Regions from separate parts of the Mus musculus genome. Here region 2 is linked to region 1. A link is a contact called in public Hi-C data. All regions are on one chromosome and are shown on one strand. The core of a region is the stretch at or near the end of the contact, and the rest is flanking DNA. Distances in the headings are between cores, read along the strand shown.

Region 1 (4,344 bases), core at 960-3,459:
GATGACTAAGGGGAGGAAGGAGAGTGTGACAGGAGGAGTGAGGAGGGATGACCAAGGGGAGGAAGGAGAGTGTGACAGGAGGAGTGAGGAGGGATGACTAAGGGGAGGAAGGAGAGTGTGACAGGAGGAGTGAGGAGGGATGACCAAGGGGAGGAAGGAGAGTGTGACAGGAGGGGTGAGGAGGGATGACCAAGGGGAGGAAAGGTAGAGAGAGTGAGTGGATTTGGTCAAAGCTAATGATATATTTGAAAGAAACTGTATTTCTGAAGCTTACCATAATGTCCCATGAATATACACTAATTAAAAGAAAAAATATCAACCACAACCTAGGGTTATAAAACAAATGACATCTAGCTTGGCTCTGTAAAGTAGAACTACTCTCAAGAATAACATAACCACAGTGAAATGAATGGTGTAGAATAATTACTAACCGTTTTGATTGTCACAAATGACTGAAGAAAAAAATGCATTTTAATAAAGAAAGTCCAGAGGGTGTAGAGTTTTCAAGCATAATAAAAAAGGAAGTACAATTTAAAAGCTTTCTATTACATTCTCAAGAGCTATCAGTTTCATAGTATTCAATAGGTAAATCTGATGTGCTGTAAAATTTATAGGCATTGGGGAGGGAGCAAGGTCATGAACTGAAAATTTACTAAAGGAAACCAAACGTCTTAGACACCCATCAAGAACACAGAACTTTGTATTTAACTGGGACAATAAAGCATAAACTATGCTGCGTGGTGTATCGCCAGTAGAGAGGGATAACTACTGCAAACAAAGGTAGGACACACAACGCAACACCGGGGGAGGGTGGTGGTGGTGGTGGTGGTGGTGGTTGTTTCACAGTGCCAGGAACCATTCACACTCATATGGACTGGGGTGCGGGAAACTACATATTTGTAGACATAACAATGAGGCTCTTTGGAGGAATCTGCAGGAGTCCCAAAGCTCTGCCTGCTGCAGGGTTTTCTATAAGCCACCACACATAGACTCTGAACAGTTCTCCCAACCCAGCGTCATCTCCACTTTCAAGTTATAAATTCAGAAACTCCATACACCATAAGAGTAAATTGAGATCAGCCCATGTTGAAAACCAAACCTCTACATTTGTGAAAACTGGATTTCACAACATTTGACTTTATTATGACTGCTCTGGGACTCTGTGGAAAGAGCCACAAGGTATCTGCGTAACATTAAAACAAAACCAGAGAGTGATTAGAGACAAAGGTTGGAACAGGGCAGCGCTAAAACAGACCAGGGACTAGGACAGAGTTCACGTCTCGTTCTCCTTCCACATTCTTAATGGGTCACTTCAAGTTGAACACTTTGTTTATAACTTTCACATTCATCTCCTGTTGCAGAGGCATGCGGGTTTATAGACCTCCTAAGCTAGCTGGAGAGGTGGGACCCACTGCAAAGAGAAAAAAATCCCATGGCCATCAGGACGTGAGATGGGAATCAAAGACAGATAAGAACTCAGCTACTCACATACAGACAGAAAAACATTCTTAAAAGCACAAAAGGACTTATTACTGGAGAGTAGTACAGCCAGTGTGCTGGAACCCCAGCGCTAGGAGGTCTGCAAGTTCAAGATTGGCATGGGCTACAGCAAAGCTTGTCTAAAAAAAAAAAAAAAAAAAAAAAACCCAAAACAAACAAACAAACAAACAAAAAAACCAAAGAAACAAAAAACAGGAAGGAAAGGGTACTACGAAACAAATAAATATGAAACATATTTTCCGTTAATACATTCAATATGAATTATTAACACTGCACACAACTAAATAGCCAATCTTGTTATTTCTCAACTTAAAATACATTTCCAAGTTCTATTAGGATTGCACCTACAGGCTGGAGAGATGGCTCAGAGGTTAAGAGCACTGACTGCTCTTCCAGAGGTCCTGAGTTCAAATCCTAGCAACCACATAATGGCTCACAACCATTTATAATGGGATCCAATGCCCTCTTCTGGTGTGTCTGACAGCTACAGTGTGCTCATATAAATAAAGTAAATAAATCTTTAAAAAAAAAGAAAGAATTACACCTACTGTGCACAGTGAAGATTACAGAAGCAGTAAGCAATGAACACAGTGTGCATGGAAGAGGTCCATCCAAGGCCTGCAGACCGGTGGAGAAGGTGGCCTTTAATACTGGAGCCTTCCTTGGTCTTCTATGCCCGGTCTCATCACGCTGAGCGGTTACATCATCCTAACCAATCTGTCCCACTTCCTTTCTCAGTCACCTCAGTTTGTAATTTTGCACTCACTGGGTGATATTTGGTTAGTCCGTGTCTCTTTTAGTACACAGCTCAGCATACTAATGTCTCCCTTAGTAGTGGCTAGCTCTCAGAATAAACACTGGGTCTTTTGATTGTTTTGTTTTTGGACAAGGCTGAACAACTGATCTAAAACTTACTATGTAGCTCAGGCTTGCCTCAAAATTGAGACAATCCTCCTGGCTTTAGCCTCCTGAGAATTAAGATTATAGGTATGAGCCGTACTGTGCCCAGCTCAGAAACAGGTTTGATTTTGTTCTTCTTTTGCCTTTTCTAATGGACACTCAACAAGTATTTTTTGAATTAAAGAAACAGATCATGTGTGAAAATGATTTGGGGCTCATTATGCAGAGCCATTTCATCGAGGGCAGATTTGTGACAGGGCTCCCAGTGCTAATGTGATCCTGGTGGGATTAGCAGAGAGGCTAAACCTGGGGATGACTAGACTGTGCAACAGTGTCACTATTATTTCAAAGACACTGATGCCTGGGTCACCGTTTAGTTAGTGGGAGAGACATGACCTCATTTCTCGGTCTTCATGGATAAATGCAGTATTCTCCCTTGCTCTGTGTCCTTCAGGGAGGCACACCCAGGATGACTGCTCAGGAGAACATCAGCCAACTGAGGGCAAGGATGGAGGAAACAGGGGTGTTCATCTTGGAGGGAGGTCAGCACTTTTACACACACAGCACTGGATCTGTTCTGCATGGCTTCTGGAAGCAGGGAGTGACAGGTATGCATGCTTGGTCTCACTACAGCTACTCACAATCCTAAAAATCTTGGGTACAGGTGGCCAGTCAGAGGTGGGGACCATGTAAAGGACAGAGGGTGGAATGGTGGCCTGCCAAAAAGTAGGTCCAAATCCTAATTCCCAGAACCTGTGAATGTGACCTTACTTGGAAAAGGGGTCACAAAATATTAAAAGATCTAGGGATGAGATCATCTTTGATTATCCAGGTGGGTCTTAAATCCAGCAGGTGTGCTTATAAGGGGAAGGCAGAGGAGAGGTCATGTGACCTTACCCAGCTACAGCCAGGAAATGTCTAGGAGCTTAGCAACGGGAAAGAAAAGTGTGTGGCCCTACTGTCACCTTGATTTTGGACTTCAGTTGTCCATGAGAGTTGTTTTAAGCCATCAAGTTTGTGGTAATTGACAAAAACCCTAGAAACCACCACGGGAGGAAACCCTGGCTTCCCACCAGCTGTATGAGCTACAACATTCTTCCCAACCCCCACCCTGAGCTGAGGTCCTGTGAACAGCATGTGTGCACCTGAATGCACAATGGTTTCATTTTCCTTTGGAAAACCGGAAAGCATTTCAAAACTACAGTGCTTAAGGGGTATCTGGATAGGCACTGGCTAGGGCTGGAATGTAGACCTATTGAGTGCTGCCATGCAGGGTACCTGAAAAGAAATCTGAGTATTTGGTCTCATGGAGAGCCCTTTGCTCCTGCATAAGTTCATACACACATAAAGCACCAGCCACAGAGCCAGGAGTGAAGGTGTCTCTAAGCCTTGTACTTGGAAGATGAAGCAGGAGGGTCTTGGGTTCCACGAGAACTTAAGCTACTTAGAAAGACCCCTTTTCTTTTTCTTTTTCTTTTTCTTTTTCTTTTTCTTTCTTTCTTTCTTTCTTTCTTTCTTTTTTTTTTTTTTTTTTTGGTTTTTTGAGACAGGGTTTCTCTGTGCAGCCCTGGCTGTCCTGGAACTCACTTTGTAGACCAGGCTGGCCTCAAACTCAGAAATCTGCCTGCCTCTGCCTCCCAAGTGCTGAGATTAAAGTCATGCTCCACCATGCCAGGCTGACCCTTTTTCTTAAAAACAAAACAAACAAAACCACAAAGACATAATACATGAAGGGAGATATTTTTTAATTTTCCTTCTTACTAAAAAAAAAATTATAAGCACTTACTTCTCTTTCAACCCCAGCAATTTTTCTTTTTTGTAAACAAAGAACTCTAGACTGGTGACAATTGCTAGGTCTTTTCTCAGACTCACATCCAGGTTAGGTTCTTTGATGGAAGGTAGGGGTTGAGCTACGGCAGGAACGGCTTCAATTCTACTGTATGT
Region 2 (4,344 bases), core at 600-3,099, 150 kb after region 1:
CATGAACCACACACTTCCCGTTTACCTGGTTGCTTACTGAACCAAACACAGCAACAGAAAAGATGGCTCTGTAATCACTAATGTGTAATGGCCACCATAAGTCAAGCAAGAAGTTTTCTTTTTTTCTGTTTGTTTGTTTGTTTGTTTGTTTGTTTGTTTTTCAAGACAGGGTTTCTCTGTGTAGCCCTGGCTGTCCTGGAACTCACTTTGTAGACCAGGCTGGCCTCGAACTCAGAAATCCGCCTGCCTCTGCCTCCCAAGTGCTGGGATCAAAGGCGTGCGTCACCACACCCGGCTCACAAGAAGTTTTCTGCTTCTGAGGCAAAATGTTTCAAAAATCCATTTCAAGATTAGATGGGTCTGAAACCTTAGAAATATATGTACCTGAAGAGAGAAGACTAAAATTATGCTCATCAAAATGTTAGCAACTGTAGCCGGGAAGTGATCTCACTGGCCCAAAAACAACTATTACTTTTTAAACTGAAAGAAAAATATGACTGTCACTAAAGGGGAGAGAAAGCATGGAGAGAAATACATCTACGTGAAGCAGTTTTCCAAAGTGTATGATATGCAAAGCTGGCCACTGAATTAGTTCACTGGAAAATTAGATATGAGCTAAAAAGGCAGCGGCCCAGGTCTGCGGCAACATCAAAGGCAGCTAGTTTTTGCAGCCAGGTGCCCAGCATGCTTCCAACCCTGCAGCCAATCGCTTGTAATGGCACACACTCCCAACCCTGCAGCCAATTGCCTGCAGCAGCATGCACTTTAGTTAGTTCCCACCTCTGTGAGGTGGAGAAGCCCTGCTCTGAAGAGTGTCCAAAAGACAGAAGGACATAGCTGCATGGGAAACTGTCTGGAGAAGTGAAACCAAAAAACAACCACATTGTCTACTGATGTATTGGAGATCAGGGATTATAAATCTCAGAGCAATCTATCTGTTTTTGACTAATAAAAAAATACACTGATGGACAGGCACTGGGCAACTCTGTACCTCGGGGAGGAAAATCAACTAAACATGGGGAAAGGAGATCCTAAGAAGCCAAGAGGCAAGATGTCCTCATAAGCATTCTTTGTGCAAACCTGCTGGGAGGAGCACAAGAAGAAGCACCCGGATGCTTCTGTCAACTTCTCAGAGTTCTCCAAGAAGTGCTCAGAGAGGTGGAAGACCATGTCTGCTAAAGAAAAAGGGAAATTTGAAGATATGGCAAAGGCTGACAAGGCTCGTTATAAAAGAAAAATGAAAACCTACATCCCCACTAAAGGGGAGACCAAAAAGAAGTTCAAGGACCCCAATGCACCCAAGAGGCCTCCTTCGGCCTTCTTCTTGTTCTGTTCTGAGTACTGCCCCAAAATCAAAGGCAAGCATCGTGGCTTATCCATTGGTGATGTTGCAAAGAAACTAGGAGAGATGTGGAACAACACTGCAGTGAATGACAAGCAACCCTATGAGAAGAAGGCTGCCAAGCTGAAGGAGAAGTACAAGAAGGCTATTGCTGCCTACAGAGCTAAAGGAAAACCTGATGCAGCGAAAGGGGGGGGGGGGTGTTTCAAGGCTGAAAAGAGCAAAATAAAGAAGGAAGAGGAAGATGATTAGAAGGATGAAGAGGATAAGGAAGAGGAGGGAAAAGAGGAAGACAAAGATGAAGATGATGATGATGATGGATAAGTTGGTTCTAGCACAGTTTTTTTTTCTTGTCTATAAAGCATTTAACCCTCCTGTACACAATTCACTCCTTTTAAAGAAAAAAATTGAAATGTAAAAAAAGAAAAAAAAGAAAGAAAAATACACTGAATAAAACAGGCTACAGGACAGAGCACACATTATGAAACATCACAGAGCTCTTAGATCACGGAGAGAAGTGTGTGTCTCATTCTTCCTCTTTAATTGACTCAGCTGTGCTGGGATGATCACATGAAAAAAATAGACAAGAACTGTGTTTATTAATTATTAATAATTAATAATCTACCCCAAAGCTGCACTTCTATATCTTTATAAGTCACTTGCTGTGTCTGTGCTTCTGTTTCTCACAGCACTGAGGAAAGGCCCTGAGCATTGTGTGCGTGTGCGTGTCGGGAAGGGGAAGAGGATACAGCCACCAGGCTTCACCCATTCAGCTCCAAGCATGAGGACTCGGCCATCACACGTCAGGGTGCTGCATGCCCTGTGCCAGCACTATCAACAAATGCTTCAAATTCCCCCACTTCTTCTGATTTCCTCAGCTCAAAATGAAGAAATCAACTTCTGGGCCCACTCTCAACTTCTCTTCTCTGGTTGACTCAAACTCTTTCTTCCAGATTTACTTGAGACCAACATCACCTAACTATGAATGAAGAATTCTATTTGCTGATTGACAGCAGAGTTCACACGACACACTCATGGAGCATTTACCACTGTGCATTGACTATCTGGGGCCGTAAAATGAGCCTTAAGAAAGACAGTTCAAAGCAATGAAACCACAGAAATGACTTTTCCTAAACTCAATAGAATGAAAGTAGGTATCACCCACAGGAAGATGTCCAGAAAATCCACAAATATTTAAAAGTTACTAGCATACTATTATGCTCAAAGAATAAAAAAGATACATTTGAAAGTATTTGGAACTGAGTAAAAACACAAGGGGAAATGTATGGACTATGCCTAAAGCAATGCTTAAAAATTTTTTACTAAATGCTTATTCTGAAGATAGAAGTTAAGTTCTCAAATCAGGAATTCCATTCTCTCTAAGAACTAAAAAAAGAATAACCAGGAAAATCTACAGCAAGCAAAATAGTAACCATGCTAAGCTGAAAACAGATTCATGAGCCTGAAACGATAAAGACAGTCAATGCCCTCACACACTACCTTAAGGTTAGTAAACTGTTACATCACTAGTGACAGGTCAGGAGAGGAAGAAGATAGAAAACCCCAGGCACAGAACACAGCAGGCTCGCTGTAGACCTACCCACAGCCAAAGGATTGGTGATGAGGGTGGATATCTCTCTACCGATGTACATAACACCTCAGGTGAAACAGGCAACTTTCAAAGAAAATCCATCAGCACTCACTGAGGCGGCCCTGCATCGGAGACAGTAAGTCCCACTTCAAAACTCCCCGCAAAGAAGTCTCAGCACCCAGATGGTTCCATTGAGAAATTCTGTCAAATGTTTGCAGAACAGTAAAACATCTACAACAACTCCAAAACCAGAAGCAGACACGCGCAGCCCATGTGAGAACAGCCTGACCCGCACCAGACCAGAGGACACGGACACTGCTAAGACCCGCACCAGACCAGCGGACACGGACACTGCTAAGACCTGCACCAGACCAGCGGACATGGACACAGCTAAGACCCGCACCAGACCAGCAGACACAGACACTGCTAAGACCCGCAGCAGACCAGCAGACACAGACACTGCTAAGACCCGCACCAGACCAGCAGACACAGACACTGCTAAGACCCGCAGCAGACCAGCAGACACGTACACTGCTAAGAAAAGGGCAAGTACCTCTCAGGAATGAGGTATTGTTTCCTTTAACAAAATATTAACGAATCAAATCTGTCAGGATAGATTAAGAGCAAGAAGGAACTTCCTTAACCTGATAATAATATACTTAATAGCAGAGGGCTAAATAATCTGATATACTTAATAGTGAAAGGCTGAATAATCTGGTAATATTATACTTAATAGCCAAAGCTGAATGTTCCCCCTCAAGATAGGGCAGGAAAAGAAAGAAAAACAAGGATTTGCCCCTCATTAATTTTTATTGGACAATGTACTGAAGGGTAGTAGCAACTAAATAAGACCCCGCCCAAAAGATATAAGGTGGGTGTTAAATGTGCGATGATCCTCGCGTTGGCTCGGGTATTTGAACACTTGGTTCCCCGATGATGAGGCTGATAGGAGAGGCTGGGGAACCTTAACAAAATGGAGCCTGCTAAAGGAAGTGAGTCACTAGGGCTGGGTCTTGAGGTTTGGGGAGGGGGGCATTTCCTATTCGTCTCACTTTGGTTCCTGACTGCTCTGCAGTGTGTATCTGCAAATGAGCATGCAAGTGTATGCAGGCCAGAGGTCAACATTAGATGTCTTCCTCAGTCTTTTTCTACCTGATGTTCTGAGGCAGGGACTCTCACACGACCCAGAGCTCGCCTATTCAGCAGGGTGGCTGACCAGTCAACTCCAGGGATCCTCATCTTAGCATCCCAGGGCTGGCTTACAGATCGGCACTATAGGTGTGGCTTTTACATAGGTCTGCAGAGTTTATTCAGGCCCTCACAGCTATGCAGCAAGGACCTTACTGACTGAGCCACCTCTAAAACAGCATCGATTTAAATTGGCATAAAAAGATGGGAATATAGAGGTAGA

What was found. Hi-C and Micro-C count contacts between places; a contact is called where the count stands out from the background.
Region 2: a Hi-C map of bone marrow-derived macrophages shows a contact between it and region 1, with 26 read pairs. The contact joins two enhancer-like sites. A contact is called at or near these places in 1 of 39 promoter capture datasets (cranial neural crest), 8 of 484 Hi-C or Micro-C datasets (the AML12 cell line, bone marrow-derived macrophages, brain and 5 more), 3 of 115 datasets of contacts at active chromatin or transcription factors (large pre-B cells, memory CD8 T cells and microglia) and 4 of 9 other capture datasets (adipose tissue, embryonic trunk, liver and 1 more).

The regions. Positions count from the first base shown.
Region 1 is chr7:98,941,737-98,946,080 of GRCm38.p6, forward strand. The region is part of intron 12 of Uvrag (UV radiation resistance associated gene); the gene reads right to left. Among named protein-coding and RNA genes, the nearest start is that of Gm33827, 67 kb to the left of the region's middle. Within about 2 kb of position 2,210, at least 11 of the 459 cell types and tissues checked have an H3K27ac peak or open chromatin away from gene starts, as enhancers often do. A contact at or near this core is called in bone marrow-derived macrophages, where this site is marked.
Region 2 is chr7:99,089,217-99,093,560 of GRCm38.p6, forward strand. The region is part of intron 4 of Uvrag (UV radiation resistance associated gene); the gene reads right to left. It also overlaps the pseudogene Gm33882. Among named protein-coding and RNA genes, the nearest start is that of Uvrag, 50 kb to the right of the region's middle. Within about 2 kb of position 1,850, at least 26 of the 459 cell types and tissues checked have an H3K27ac peak or open chromatin away from gene starts, as enhancers often do. A contact at or near this core is called in bone marrow-derived macrophages, where this site is marked.